4 separate regions of the Mus musculus genome follow, and regions 1, 3 and 4 are each linked to region 2. The links are chromatin contacts, called in public ChIA-PET and promoter capture Hi-C maps. All regions are on one chromosome and are shown on one strand. Each heading gives the region's core, a stretch centred on a gene start, on an enhancer-like site or on the middle of the called end of the contact. The rest is flanking DNA. Distances are from core to core; before and after follow the strand shown. Region 1 holds the start of Adora3 (adenosine A3 receptor). Region 2 holds the start of Dennd2d (DENN/MADD domain containing 2D). Region 3 holds the start of Kcna3 (potassium voltage-gated channel, shaker-related subfamily, member 3). Region 4 holds the start of A630076J17Rik (RIKEN cDNA A630076J17 gene).

Region 1 (3,693 bases), core at 800-3,299, 580 kb before region 2:
AAAGCCCACACTCACCGTGACATACCTACTCCAAAAGGGCCACACCTTCTAATAGTGCCACTCCCTGGGCCAAGCATATCCAAACCATCACAGGTGGTATAGGAAGTTTTCTTCAAGGTCCTGTTAGAGAACTGCCTCGAGGGGAGCCTTTTTATTTTCTAGGTGGGGGCAAGGAAGAGATCCTGCTAGACCTAGTGAGTGTGCACAGGCGAAGAAGTGAAAGGGAATTTCGGAGCCAGGAATTGCTGGGAGCTGTGGGCTTATGGCTTCGGTGAAAGAAGCAGATGGCAGGAGCCTGAACAGGCTCAAACCCCACTAACCTGGGAATCATAACGAAAGCTATTATCAGGAACCAGGACCTGGTAACAGAAGATGTGAGAGACTGGGTCCATGGGTACCAGTGAGGTAACAGGTGTGTGAGGTGGCTGTCTATCCTGGTCTCTCTGCCCCCTCTCCTGGATTGCCTTTTGGATTTCAATCCCCAGTGAACAGATATTTAGCATGGTCATAAGACAAGCTAGTGAGGGAATATGGAAACTTCTCTTCCACCCCTCAAACTCGCCCTTGAACACTGGTGCTCTCTGTTTATTCAGAAAACAAAAAAGAACGGACATTTCTCCTTCGAAGAGAAGAAGCACCCAAGGCATCGCAGAAACCTCTGGGAGTAACATAATCCTGGGTGGGAAGCCGTGGTGGTTATGGTCCTCTGGAAGAGCATCCACTGCTCTTTATAGCTGAGCCATCGCTCCAGCCTGTCCACCTTGCTTTTCAATGTAACAAAACATGGACCGTCACCTTGTTTCTGTTGTTGTTAATGTAGAAGCTGCCCGTTTCCTGACCAACAAGCCTTAAATAGAGAAGAAAGCTTGATCTCCTGTCCTGCCTCTCTGTCTGTGGCAAATGATGGAGATTTTTCTAGGAACCAACAAAGCGAGATTGCAATTGCTTTTTGTTAAGGAAGACTCTTTCTTGCCTCTTGGTAGAAATTGCTTTCTGTAACTTCCCCTCTGAAGAGGACAGAAAGAAGGCAGTTACAGCAGAAGTAAGAGGAAAGGCCACTCGGGGGGCTGATGAAACGTAAAACAACAAACAAACAAAAAACAAAAACAAAAACAAAACAAAATAAAACACCCCACGTAAACACCAGGGCTGGAGAGAAGACTCAGTGGATAAGTGTGCCTGCTGCTCTTGCACTGTGTGTGTGTGTGTGTGTATGTGTGTGTGTGTGTGTGTGTGTGTGTGTGTGAGTGTGTGTGTGTGTGTGAGTGTGTGTGTGTGTGTGTGTGTGTGTGTGTGTAAAAATTGTTTTCAGTTTTGTCCCTGAGTGTCCTGAATTTTTTAGGTAGATCTGAGTGCCCTTAAACTCACAAAGATCTGCCTGCCTCTGTCTCCCCAGTCCTGGGATTAAAGTGTGCATCACAATTGTCTCTATCACAAGATCTTTGTGTTAAGCAGGCTGAGGGTGGAAATATTACATGATTAGTGTTTCCACCTCTTCTACCCAATCCTACCCACAGCTCATCTGGTCCCTGAATGATCTCTAGTTTCTCCCCACCACTTGTGTGTGTGTGTGTGTGTGTGTGTGTGTTGTATATCAGTTGTGGTGGGGGCAGTACTCAGAGCCTGATGCCAGCCAATCATTCTACTTCTGAAATATATCTTTGGCTCCCCACATCCTGACTTTTGAGTGTTGGTTCTTTCTTTTTCTTTCTTTCTTTCTTTCTTTCTTTCTTTCTTTCTTTCTTTCTTTCTTTCTTTCTTTCTTTCATTGGTTTGGATTTTTGTTTTGTTTTGTTTTTTGAGACACTGGGTTACTTAGGCTGGCCTTAACACAGTAACCAAGGCAGGGCTTGAACCTGTAATCCCACTGCCTTAGCCTTCCCTGTAGCTGAAACTGTCAGCTGTCACTAACAGACCCTGTCTCTAATCTCCTCTTGGAGCTGCCTCCATGTGACTCAGGCCAGCCTCCTGTGCTCTTTCCATCCTTTTTTTTCTTCTTCTTCTTCAGAGGGTTCCTGTACTTCCTCTTGGACTATCTCACTTCTTGAAACACTCTAAAGAGGAGTGCTTATCTTGATGGAGCTCGAAAGTTCTCTGGGGCCCAGGGGACAGCAGAAGCCCTGACTCTGTTTGCCTGGGGAAGTAAGAACGGTGGCCCTCTCGGATTTGGCTGCAGAGACCTGCATCCTCCAGGTTAATGGGAAGGCAGGGATAAGCGGCTGAGGTTGATGGTCCTGTAACAGGCCCTTTCTGAGAAGAGTCTCTAAGAGAGAGTCATACCGGAAGGAATGAGCAAGTTGTGAGTTCTCTGGACTGTTGTGACATTCTAACTTCTGGGCAGAAGTCTGACAAGAGCTGGGTCCACTGGCCCATACACAACCTGCTGAAGAGCCACGGAAGCTTCCGCCTGAAGCTTTTCTGAGACAGCATGGAAGCCGACAACACCACGGAGACGGACTGGCTGAACATCACCTACATCACCATGGAGGCTGCCATCGGGCTCTGTGCCGTTGTGGGCAACATGCTGGTCATCTGGGTGGTCAAGCTGAACCCCACTCTGAGGACCACCACGTTCTATTTCATTGTCTCCCTAGCACTGGCTGACATTGCCGTTGGGGTGCTGGTCACACCTTTGGCCATTGCTGTCAGCCTGCAAGTCAAGATGCACTTCTATGCCTGCCTTTTCATGTCCTGTGTGCTGCTGATCTTCACCCATGCTTCCATCATGTCCTTGCTGGCCATTGCTGTAGACCGATACCTGCGGGTCAAGCTGACAGTCAGGTAACAGGGTTGACGAAGGGGTGGATTAGAGAGAAGGCTGGAGAGTAGAGCTACCAAGTTTGGCTCCCAGACCCCTTTCGTAGAAATGAGTCAAACTGACCCTTGAAATTTACAAAGGGCAGTGAATATCTTTGCACCACATGGTTTGTGAAGACATTAGACATGAAGAGCTGAGACAGGAATAGGAAACGAGGGTGCTCTGTGCCCTTCTCCATTGAACATGGGCATCTGCTTTCTGGCCAGGGTAGCCAAAGATGATGAAAATGTGATGTATCTTTTAGTTAAAAAAAGAATCTGATCTCAAGTTTTCAAAGTGACATTGACCTACTAGATAGGATATCTTGTTTTAGGAGAAGGGGAAGACAGGCATAAGAGATAAGTAGATGGGGGTGTGGCTTTGAAGATGTAGGGTAGATCTTAACATGGCTTCTGTCTTAGTCTGTTGAAAACGGATTCTTAGGATGCAGTTTGTTCTCTTAATGAAATGTAAAACCCCCTTGAGACAAGGATGTTCTTGTTTGCAAAATGGTAGTATCATTTTCTGTGCAAAGAGGACAGTCCAATGAGAAACTACATTCCCAGGTTTCTTCTGGTTTCTCTTGGGGGAAGAATATAGCATAGAAACTACAGACAAGCTCTGGAGGAAAACAAGTCTGGATTCCTCTCCCTGATCTTTTGATCTGACACTGGGCACATTCTTTCTCGGCTTCACTCTCCACCTCTCAGAGTGGTTCTGAACATCTGAACCAGGCTCACCTCCGTTCAATTGTAGCACTATCACTTCTGGCTTCTGTGCAGTACCTGATGCTGTTTTACCTGATCCATAAAATGAAGATAATAATTTCACCTTTATAAGGTTAAATAAATAAAGCTAATAAATGTAAAGTTCTCAGAAAAGCCCTGCCTAGAGCC
Region 2 (3,496 bases), core at 17-2,516:
ATTGCCTCCGAGTGACTTAATGCCTCGGTTTTCCTTTCTGTACTAGGCATGCTCTTGCTCCGTAAGGCAACCAGTAAAGATTATGCAACATGTCTATACAGGCTACAAGTAAGACACAAGTACTTTCTGTGGTGTCTTGCTTCCCCGTTCTCAAGATCCCAACTCTCATCATCTGTACTATGATTGCTGCTTCCGCCACAAGTCAATGTTGGGTTTCTGAGTCCTGCATTTTACCAGTGCCACAGTTTCAGTGCTCTTAGGAGTAGGGTGACAGCCTTCCTTCTTACCATAGCAACACACTCCCTCCCAGAGGGCTGCTAATTCTTTGCAGGAGTGGCAGACACAGGCACCAGATCCTTTTACTTCTTCCCTCCCCATTAAGTTACTTCTGGGCAAAGTCTCCTTCCTCTTATCCTGTACATTTCCTTATTCAGGACTTTCTGTTTAATAACCCAGGGTATCAGCGACTACTTTTCTCCTCTTCCTCAATCTCTAGACATAGTACTGGGCCTGCTGTTTAGCTTGTCCTGGCCCAACCAGAGGAAAGGCTGAGCAGGGGTAGGGGAGGGGTGAAGATGCTCTGTACCCCTACAGCTGCTGATGCAACTAGGCTCCTACTCTAAGCTGGGGACGATTTCCCGAGTCATTGCTTCCTTTTAGTAAAGATGGTGAGAGAAAGGATTCTTCCGGAACCCTGGAATAGTGAGAGAGATTTATGCCTTAGATCAGGAAAGATTGCCAGGGAGGAGTGGGTGAAGTAATCACCTTCACAGCTATTCTGTATATCTGGGCCTCTCAGAGGTGGGCCTCTCCTGTTACAAGTTATTAGTACATTTAGAGAATGAGTGGGCAAGTCTACTTATCTGAATCAGGGCAATCTGGCATCTTGGCTGCAAGAAGTGTTCAGTCCTGGGTTCCTGAAGATCCTTGATGTTTTAGATTCGCCAGTTGGCCTGGTGGGACTTTGCAGCTCCCGACGATTGCTTGAAAAGGTGATCGTGAGCAGTGGAGGATGAGGGATGTAAAATACCTGTGCTGTGCCCCACGAGGCACTGGAGTCCATAGTCTGATCTTCACAGGCATCCCTCGCTGCCTGGGTTTGTAAATAAACTCACCACATGGTCTGCAAGCACTGGAATTGAAAGCCCTTGGCCCAGAAGCAGCTGTGCCTTGAGATGTTTGCTCATGACCTTTTCTGTTACCACACCCTGGGGCTCTTGGGAGGAGCCAAGAGCTGAGTTGTAGTGCCAGGATGCTGCTTCTGTCAGTGCCCACACTAAGCTGCCTCGTGGGTCCTTTCACATCCTTCTTGCTCAATTACGGAGTACACAGGATGGAAACTGCTCTCTGCCTTTGGGAGACAGCGTGTGGCTCAGCTCAATAAAGTTGTGATTGGAGACCAAGGCAGAAGGCACTTTCTCAGGCTTTCTGTGGCCAGCCTGAAGGAGAAAGAACATCCATGCCCCCAAAGCTCAGAATGATGGAAGGACAAGGGGTAGGCCGAACCCTCAGGCTGCTCCGAAATCGCTTGCCACGACTTCGAGCAGGTCAGAACTGGATTGCCTACTTCCTTTTTCGGATGATCTTTTTATGGGCTGATTCCTGCTGTAGTGATCCTCTTTTTCCTTTATATGCTCAAACCCACATGGCCCCCATGTGGTCAAGCCAGGAGGATTGCCTTATCAGTTTGCAGAGCTAGTCCCGTCTGTTGCAGAGGTCTTGCTATAATTACCAAAAAATGCCCTATGGGTCTACTCTGATTATTTAGTGCAAATTTACTCAGGGCTCACAAAATACCCAGAACTGTTGCATCAGGCAGACTATACAGTGTCAGGCATCAGGCCTCCAAGAACCTCCACAGCATGGCATGGCTCCTCGGTTCTACATCAGTGTTTTCTTTTCTTCCTGTGTCACTCCACAGTTTCAAGTTTCCCAGGGCAGGTATGGAAATTGCCCCCTTGGCTCTGATCCTGCCTGGTGGTGCCTGGTCAGGCTTGGCACTGTAGCCTTGAGGCATGGTTGTTGCCCAGATTCTCGCTCGCACTACAGAATGGAGGAGTGGAAAGAATACTCAAGAGACCCTTGCATCTCCATTTTAGGACAATCCCAGAACAATCCTGGGGAAGCTGTCACAGAGCCAGAAAGGATCCAGGAGCATTCTCCATCTAGCTTTGCTGGAGGCCAGCACTTCTTTGAATACCTTCTTGTTGTTTCTTTAAAGAAAAAGCGTTTAGGGGATGACTATGAGCCCACGATCACTTACCAGTTTCCCAAGGTAAGGATGGAGGGAGAAGTGGGGCCTGAGGATGGAGGTGGGAGGACGAAGGTGTGTTTAAAAGGTAATAGAGGAGTTCTATGTCTTACCACGCTGCCTGGGCTCTAGCCCTGAGCTCACTGCTCTAGTTTCCTTTGTAGCCCAGCCCTAGTTTTCTGTAATCACCCAGAGAATCTAGGTCTGACTGCTTTGTGAAGGACTGACTGAAACTCTGGAGCAGGGAAACAATGCTCTTGCCCCTGTGGGAAACCTTCAGTTCTTCCAAATTCCACCTCAGTCACCTTTTCCTACAGGAAAACTCAGCTTCTGCTGGAACTACTAAGAAGGGATGGCCTTCCTGGTTGTGTGGTAGAGAATCAAGCAGGCCCCCGACTCAAGCACAGCCTAAGATCAGTCTCCCAAAGTATTAGATCTCTTCTTGCCTGATCATGCACTGGGTGAGGCGTAATGTCCCCTTCTTACCAGCCTCTCTTGTTAGAAGGTTTAGCAACTGGAAGGGTTGCTTCTTTTCTATGATGTGGTTTCTCTCTGATGCCACCCTCTCAGGAGGTTGGTCCAGCTGACCTTTCTAATCTTCTTTTTGAATATGTAAATCCTCAGGATACTGAATTCCAACCCAAGGTTACATTGATGTGGCCCAGAACAAATTGCTTTCTCTTTGAGGTTCTTCCAGCTAGACTTAGAGTTCAGACTGTATGGTACCAACCAAAGGCACCTTTGTACCCCATGTTGGTCAGAAAGAAGGCTGACAGGCTTCTGACCTCTGCTTCTTTGCCTAAATTCCACTGTCTTTTCCTGACAGAGGGAGAACCTGCTCCGAGGTCAGCAGGAGGAGGAGGACCGGTTGCTCAGTGCCATCCCTTTGTTCTGCTTCCCTGATGGAAATGAGTGGGCACCACTCACAGAGTATCCCAGGTAACCACTCAGCCTGCAGGAAAGGGTATCAGATTTGGATAGAAGGGCAAATGCGTGGCTCTTGTCCCCTCACCTGGTATGAATGCTGAGTTTTTGCCAGGGAAATATTTTGCTTGGGATCCTTTAGACAAATGATTGAAGCTGTGACTTGACTTTCTCTCTGAAGACTTTAAAGAGTCTCTTACCTCTTCCTAGAAGAAGAAATTGCCTTTTAAAAATGTTTTTATTTATTTATCTTTTTCTACTCTGGACTGGAGAGAAAGACTTTGGCCTCTACAATAAGGAAATGGTTCTTGCTTGCATCAT
Region 3 (3,777 bases), core at 385-2,884, 550 kb after region 2:
AGGGATTTAAATGGTTTCCCAGTTTCTTCATCTGACAATAGACTCCACTCTCTGCAGTGCCCAGCACTCAGATGGTTGTAAAGCGAAACATGAAGGAATGATAAAACAAAAACAAACAAACAAACAAACAAACAAACGAAAACCTGGTGCTTGTTACACCCCCAAATGCTGCTCTAGAAACTTGTAGGGTGATTGGACTGCTGGCTCAGCTCTCCCTCGCTCCCCAGCCCAGGAATCACAATAGGGTCCTGAACTCAAAAGAAGAAATATCTCCCCAGAGCAGACAGAAATAAATACAAAGCATCACTTGTTGCAGAATTCAGTACAACAAACAAATGCTGAGATCCCAGGATTTCCAAGTTGCTAACAACAGAAGTTGGGCAAGCCCTCTTTATCATAGTTTAGTAGTTGGGAGAGGGGGTAAGAAAAACATGACGACAGATCACTCTTACATCAAACTGAATTTTCAGCTAACTTCATGGAATGAGTGAATGTCTAGACAATAGTTCCTCTTTTGCAAACGATTGCAATGATTCAAGGGGGTAACAGAATTTTGTAACTCTGGTACTTATACTTGGGGTAGCTAAATGTCTGGGAACAGAAATTATGTTTAAAGCAACCAGCACAATTTAGAGAAACAGTTTAAGGGAGATAATATTTTCTGTAGGCCCATATCAAGCAAGAGAGGCACAATCTGCAAAATGAAGGCTTTCCCACATTAACAGCTAAAATACACTTTCTCGAGTTCCCTACTGCAAGGGCAGGTATCATTGTGTTAATTAAACGCTAGGTATTGGGCCTGTTCGTCACACAGTAAGGTGTGGTGAATTTTCTTTACCATTCCCTCTTATTTTTTTCCACTGCCCTCACTAATCCCAACCAGAAACTTGCCCCTGATTCTGCCCGCACTGAGCTAACCATTATAAAAATGAGGTCTCCAGATGCCTTTAAGGACCCTCTTTTTAGACTGCTGGGAAGACTTGAGACCCCATGTTACCCATTAACCCATTGCTTCCTGTCCAAAAATATCGTTTACTGCACCAACACCCAGGTTTTAGCATTATTCTACCCCTCTAAATCCGGATGCTGGCCCCAGACTATCCTATCCTGCACTAGCCCAGACAACCTAGCCTGCAGCCCCTCCTCCCAAGACATTCAGGGTCTGGATGCCTGGATGCCTCCTTTGCTTGGGACTTTTTGTTACCTACTCTAGTGGAACTTGCCCTTCTTGGCAAAGTGTCAAGGGCCAGGAGGCCTCCCTTCGAGGGATGAGGTGTGGTCCTTGCGTGGGTATAACAGCCCTGAGATTAGGTCTCGACCACGCGCGGGAAGGGAACGCGCGCTGACCAGGAGCGAGCAAGCAGAGCCCAGGAACGAGGTCAGGCGGCCGGGTTCCTCCAAGGCCAGCGTGGCTGGGTAGGGGTTCCGCGGAGTCTGGGGAGTGGGGTGCAAGTTGGCGGCGATCCAGTGACAAAGAAGGTCGAGGAACAAGGGTGGCAAGCGGGAAGCGGAGCGCGCGCGCGCGGTGGGCGGGAAACCCGGGGGCGGTGGCAGAGAGGCGGGCGCGCGCCCCGCGGGGAGGGGTGCGGAGGAGGGAGGAGGAGGCGTCTGGACCGTGCAGCCCCGCGGGCCGCGCCAGCCCAGACAGAGCCTCGCGGCAGCCGCAGCAACAGGCGGCGGGGCCGGGCTCGTAGGGCAGAGGCGGCGGTGGGGCGGGGAGCTCCAGGAGGAGCGACTCGGGCCGGCAGCCGCCAGCAGGGAAGGAAAGCACCGCCGCCTCCCGCGCTCGACCGCCGCAGCCCTCCACCCATCACCGCGCCCACCCTGCACCGGACCCCGCAGGAGGCGGCGCGCGCATCCTGCAGAGCCCCGGCCACGCCGAGCTGCCGCCAGACATGACCGTGGTGCCCGGGGACCACCTGCTGGAGCCAGAGGCGGCGGGAGGCGGTGGCGGGGACCCGCCTCAGGGAGGCTGTGGCAGTGGCGGCGGCGGTGGCGGCTGCGACCGCTACGAGCCACTGCCACCCGCGCTGCCCGCCGCGGGCGAGCAAGATTGCTGCGGCGAGCGTGTGGTCATCAACATCTCTGGGCTGCGCTTCGAGACGCAGCTCAAGACCCTCTGCCAGTTCCCCGAGACACTGCTGGGCGACCCCAAGCGGCGCATGCGGTACTTTGACCCACTCCGCAATGAGTACTTCTTCGACCGCAACCGACCCAGCTTCGACGCCATCCTCTACTACTACCAGTCCGGGGGCCGCATTCGCCGGCCGGTCAACGTGCCCATCGACATCTTCTCCGAGGAGATCCGCTTTTACCAGCTGGGTGAGGAGGCCATGGAAAAGTTCCGTGAGGATGAGGGCTTCCTGCGGGAGGAGGAGCGACCCCTGCCCCGCCGTGACTTCCAGCGCCAGGTGTGGCTGCTCTTCGAATATCCGGAGAGCTCCGGGCCGGCCCGGGGCATTGCCATTGTGTCAGTGCTGGTCATTCTCATCTCCATTGTCATCTTCTGCTTGGAGACGCTTCCCGAGTTTCGCGATGAGAAAGACTATCCCGCCTCCCCGTCGCAGGACGTGTTTGAGGCTGCCAACAACAGCACGTCGGGGGCCCCTTCTGGAGCCTCCAGCTTCTCGGACCCCTTCTTCGTGGTGGAGACCTTGTGCATCATCTGGTTCTCCTTTGAGCTTCTGGTGCGGTTCTTTGCTTGCCCCAGTAAAGCCACCTTCTCCAGAAATATCATGAACTTGATAGACATTGTGGCCATCATTCCTTATTTTATCACTCTGGGCACTGAGCTGGCTGAACGACAAGGTAATGGGCAGCAGGCCATGTCGCTGGCCATCCTGAGAGTCATCCGCCTAGTAAGGGTTTTCCGCATCTTCAAGCTCTCCCGCCATTCTAAGGGGCTGCAGATCCTAGGACAGACGCTGAAGGCTTCCATGCGGGAGCTGGGGCTGCTCATATTCTTCCTCTTCATTGGGGTCATCCTTTTCTCCAGTGCAGTCTACTTTGCTGAGGCAGACGACCCTTCTTCGGGTTTTAACAGTATCCCGGATGCCTTCTGGTGGGCAGTAGTAACCATGACAACTGTTGGTTATGGTGATATGCACCCAGTGACCATAGGAGGCAAGATTGTGGGCTCTCTTTGTGCCATCGCAGGTGTCTTGACCATTGCATTGCCAGTTCCTGTGATTGTTTCCAACTTCAACTACTTCTACCACCGGGAGACAGAAGGGGAAGAGCAAGCCCAGTACATGCACGTGGGCAGTTGCCAGCACCTCTCCTCTTCAGCCGAGGAGCTCCGAAAAGCCCGGAGTAACTCCACTCTGAGTAAGTCGGAGTATATGGTGATCGAAGAGGGGGGTATGAACCACAGCGCCTTCCCGCAGACCCCCTTCAAAACGGGCAACTCCACAGCCACTTGCACCACGAACAATAACCCCAACTCCTGTGTCAACATCAAGAAGATATTCACTGATGTCTAATATATGATACGGTTGCCAATTCTGTGCCCAGTATTGTGTGGAACATGCCCCCTTGGTCTGTGTATGCCCTTGATTTATACATTTCCAGACCACTCATCAAGGAAAGTACAAGAAGTGAGGAAGCACACTTCATTCTCCCTATTGCTTCATACTGAAACAGGTGCCTGTTTTTGCAAGTGGGCTGCATTCTCTCAGCTCTTTTTTTCTCTCTCTCCCTGTCTCTTAATTTTGTGACCAACAAACTTACATTAAGCGTGGTTTTTTTGTGTGAGCCCTACAGCCACATCCTGAGAGG
Region 4 (3,670 bases), core at 949-3,448, 740 kb after region 2:
CTTACCTGAAGATGTTCAATAACCCCATGTCAGTGAAAAAAACTGCTCACCACCACCTACTTACATCAATTAAGGAGTGTTTTTTCCTAAGATGTATATGTGTTTAAAATATCAAATATTTAATCTCTAACAACATTAATTGATAACAATGTTTGTTTCCCTCCTAATGTTGTAGCTGATATCTGGTGTAAGTACTTTGAAGCTAATGTTTGCTGCCCTGTGGGAATTGAAAACAGCCTTGATTACAATCATCACCCTGAACTGAATGGACAGACCCCATGGGGCACTGCACAGCTTGGAGGGGGTGGCCACAAGAAGTACTGGATGGGATGGGTCTATCTGGGACAAAGTCTAAAACATTAAAGCAAAACAGAAGTTCAGATGTGATATTGCCCACTGTAATTCCAGCACTTGTGATGTAGAGGCAGGAGGGTCAGAAGTTCAAGGTCATTGTTGACTACACAGTGAGTTTAAGGAAAACCTGGGGCACATGGTGAGTTTGAGGCTAGCCTGTGCTACATGAGCTCAAGCATCAACGTCTCAAACACCAAGGAGGAGGAAGGAACACGCCCCATTCTTCCTGTCTTCTTTACTACCCTGGTACTTCTTGTGGTGCTCGAATGTTGTGCGATTATACAGGGACGCACACATGAATATGCATGCAAAGACCTGGGTATCAAAGTTGCTTTCCATCTTGTTTATTCTCTCTCTGTCTCTGTCTCTTTCTCTCTCTGTCTCTTTCTCTCTCTGTCTCTGTCTCTCTGTGTCTGTGTGTGTATGTGTGTGTGTGTGTGTCTGTGTCTGTGTGTCTGTGTGGTGTGTGCACTATTGTGTTCATGGAAGTCTGAGAACGACTTTCAGGGGTTGATTCTCTTCCAACCATCCTGTGGGATCCAAGGTGTAAACTCAAGCTATCAGACATGCATTCACACGCCTCTACTCATTGACCTGTCCCGCCAGGCCTCCGCTTTGTTTACAAAGCAGGATTTCTCACTCTTACCTGGAGCTTGCTGATTCAGCTTGGCTGACTGGCCAGCTAGCTAGCCCCAAGGGTCAGCCTGCCTCTGCATCCCCACCACTGAGGCCATAGGCATTCATCGTCACACCCAGCTGCTGTGGTTGTGTTTTGGGTTTTGTTTTTTTGTTTTTTTTTTTGGTTTTGTTTTTGTTTTTGTTTTTTAACATGGGAATCAAAATCTTGTCCCGCTTGCCCAGTCCAGGTAGACAAGACAAGCTAGGCTGGCAGCCATGATGATACTTGTTCAATATGAAGTCCACACTCTACATAGACTGGAGGGTTAGCTAATGGGAGCTACCTCTCTTTGCAAAGCAGTGTTAATTTTTCGTTATTTGTTGAATTAGTTTCCTCCAATGGTTGGGTTGACTGACAGGCTGAGGTGGGGCTTCTAAGAAGGTAAAAGGTACAGAAGTCTCATGTGGGAGTCATAGCTAGAGAGCTGGCGAGGGGCCAGAAAAATGCAAATGAATCCTGCTGGTAACCCCAGAATCCACCCTGTGCCCCTTGACATAGCTGGAAGCTGCCAGGGAGGCCTATGCCAGGGAATGTATGCTCCTGATACAGTTATTCTGCCCAGAGTCTGGGGAAAGCCAGGGCAGACCAGAGTCCACTGTGCAGACAGCTCTGTGCTAAGATCCCAGACAGAGCAAACACTGTACCTCACTCACGATCGATGCCTCTCAGTTTAACAGGGTCTCAGGGAGATACGGTTAGTGTGTTTTTCTTTCTAATCACAGCTGTTATCAGGCTCCGCCTCTAGGAACCTGTGTGTGAACTTGAACTTGGCAAGGAATGAACATTGACTGAACACACAGGGGTTTCTTGCTGTTAAGTTACTATTTGGGGCCTTTGAAAGGCATCCAGAAAGCTTTTCTTCCCAGATGTTTGGTTTTCCCAACTAAGGAGAGGCGTCCAAGCTCTGAAGTTTGGTAAGGGGTGTGGCACAAAAGCCCCCAGAGGCTGGGCCAAGGAGCTGAAAGCTGACTCTTTGTGATGCCTTCATAAGGATGAAAGATGAGTAGCTGACCACCCCCGTGACACTTCCACAGGGCAGATGATATCCTGAGCACTTCCCATTCGCTAACACTTAATCTTCACTGCCACCCCAAGAAGCAGATGATGATGATGGTGATGATGCTGGTGCCATTAATAAAGGGGGAACTTGAAACACAGAAAGTTCAGTAAACCGACCAAAGTCCCAAGCTAGGAAGCAGCTGGTGCTGGCTGTGATGCTAAGCTCTGGACAGCCTGCCCCTTGTCAGGAATCAGACATGCAGACTACAGCAGCTTGCACTGTGAGCAAAGGAAATGACAGCTGCAGGTATGTCTGTTTATTTAACCTTTGGACTTTGCTTTTGTGACAGAATTTCAGAGGCTCCTGAAGCATGCTCACAGCTCCTTATCCTTCAATGCATCTCCCTGCCTAGGCAGCCAGCTATAGTAGTCACACTTGTAATCCCAGCATTTGAGAGGCAGAGGCAGGAGGATTGCTGTAAGTTTGAGACCCATCTGGACTACATAATGAGTTCCAGGATGTCCAAGGGTACCTGATAAGATGAGATGAGAAAGAGAGAGTGGTGGGGGGGAAGGGAGGGTGACTGAGACACACAGAGAAAGCGAGGGGGGAGGGAGAGAGCGAGGACTTTAAGGGAAATGGATATTGAGTCTCATGCCCTGTGTGACATGGGCCACATGATCTTCCCAAGACCCAAGCGCTTTGCTATTCTCAGCTAGGCAGGAGAGCTAGGGGAGGTTGAAGCAGTGCTAGCCACATGGAGTGGGAACATATGGTGCTTTCTTTACAGATGTTGAAGGTAAAGTCATATGGGGGAGCTCATGCTTACCCATCTGAAATTCGTTGCCTCCGTGGTCTAGTGGCTGTGGGCTTCTGGAGCTAAACAGCCCCAGCTGGGGAGCAGACAGTGAGGGTGTGCTTCATATATCACAGCCTCGCTCCTGCCTAGTGCTCACCATGCATGACAAGATCCTAACAGGGGTACAACCAGCTCAGAGATACAGGCAGGACTAGGTGTCCATTAACTCTATATTAGATTCTCTGCTCCTGCCAAGGTGGGCAGGGCAGTGCCCTCCAGGGAAGGGAAAAACAATCCTCGAGTTCATTTAAAGACACCACAGTCACAACAGACTGGCACCCCATCCTGGCCACTTGGGTGCTACTAATCCCATGTATAATCAGAACTTCCATTCAAGGAGTTGTTGCCCGAGGTTGAAAATTGAATATCCCAAGTATGCAAGAGAAGAGACAACAACAACCCTGGAATTCACAGGACCCCTCAGTGGATAGCAAAATCTGAGGATGTTCAGGTCCCTTATAGAAAGCATCGTGGGATCACACGGACCTGTGCTCATCGTCTCACACGCTTTAACTCTTCCGAGGTTACTTATAAAACTGAACACAGTGCCGTGCCCCACGGCCATATGTGTGGTGTTCAGAGAATAATAAGAACAAGCTCAACGCATGTTCAATGCAGATGCACTTTTTAATATTTTGATCCACAGTTGGTGGAATTCCCATGAAGAGCCCCAGGGTCCGGAGGGCTGACTATATGCGGTTTGGGTCACGTGACGCTATATGTAGCTTTAGTTAATAAGGTATCCATTCTCCTCGCCCTCCTGTTTGAAGGGAAGTCA

Evidence for each region. Promoter capture Hi-C pulls out the DNA fragments that hold promoters and counts their contacts. ChIA-PET counts read pairs in DNA pulled down with a chosen protein or histone mark. Capture Hi-C pulls out chosen DNA fragments and counts their contacts.
Region 1: a contact with region 2 is called in a promoter capture Hi-C map of liver, with 4 times the contacts expected there. The contact joins the promoter of Adora3 here to the promoter of Dennd2d in region 2. A contact is called at or near these places in 3 of 39 promoter capture datasets (the C10 cell line, the HPC-7 cell line and liver), 2 of 484 Hi-C or Micro-C datasets (CD8 T cells and bone marrow-derived macrophages), 13 of 115 datasets of contacts at active chromatin or transcription factors (the 230-238 cell line, the SCID.adh cell line, bone marrow-derived macrophages and 8 more) and 3 of 9 other capture datasets (adipose tissue, liver and macrophages).
Region 3: an RNA polymerase II ChIA-PET map of memory CD8 T cells shows a contact between it and region 2, with 234 read pairs. The contact joins the promoter of Kcna3 here to the promoter of Dennd2d in region 2. A contact is called at or near these places in 6 of 39 promoter capture datasets (the C10 cell line, the HPC-7 cell line, embryonic stem cells and 1 more), 2 of 484 Hi-C or Micro-C datasets (CD4 T cells and bone marrow-derived macrophages), 10 of 115 datasets of contacts at active chromatin or transcription factors (the 230-238 cell line, CD8 T cells, bone marrow-derived macrophages and 6 more) and 1 of 9 other capture datasets (adipose tissue).
Region 4: a promoter capture Hi-C map of liver shows a contact between it and region 2, with 2.1 times the contacts expected there. The contact joins the promoter of A630076J17Rik here to the promoter of Dennd2d in region 2. A contact is called at or near these places in 1 of 39 promoter capture datasets (liver), 1 of 15 datasets of contacts at CTCF or cohesin (large pre-B cells) and 2 of 115 datasets of contacts at active chromatin or transcription factors (T-cell acute lymphoblastic leukemia and pancreatic cancer cells).

Annotation. Positions count from the first base shown.
Region 1 is chr3:105,902,372-105,906,064 of GRCm38.p6, forward strand. Adora3 (adenosine A3 receptor) reads left to right here and starts at 2,050. Exons shown (of 2, transcript NM_009631.4): 1 at 2,050-2,781. The coding sequence starts at 2,429. The region is part of intron 1 of Tmigd3 (transmembrane and immunoglobulin domain containing 3); the gene reads left to right.
Region 2 is chr3:106,484,774-106,488,269 of GRCm38.p6, forward strand. Dennd2d (DENN/MADD domain containing 2D) reads left to right here and starts at 1,267. Exons shown (of 12, transcript NM_028110.2): 1 at 1,267-1,547; 2 at 2,100-2,275; 3 at 3,078-3,190. The coding sequence starts at 1,460. 2010016I18Rik (RIKEN cDNA 2010016I18 gene) reads right to left here and starts at 1,140. Exons shown (of 2, transcript NR_033207.1): 1 at 1,031-1,140.
Region 3 is chr3:107,034,528-107,038,304 of GRCm38.p6, forward strand. It overlaps Kcna3 (potassium voltage-gated channel, shaker-related subfamily, member 3), which reads left to right and starts at 1,635. Exons shown (of 1, transcript NM_008418.2): 1 at 1,635-3,602. The coding sequence starts at 1,896. The coding sequence ends at 3,482.
Region 4 is chr3:107,228,416-107,232,085 of GRCm38.p6, forward strand. A630076J17Rik (RIKEN cDNA A630076J17 gene) reads left to right here and starts at 2,199. Exons shown (of 3, transcript NM_001256174.1): 1 at 2,199-2,339. The coding sequence starts at 2,327. It overlaps Prok1 (prokineticin 1), which reads right to left. Exons shown (of 3, transcript NM_001357885.1): 3 at 3,501-3,670.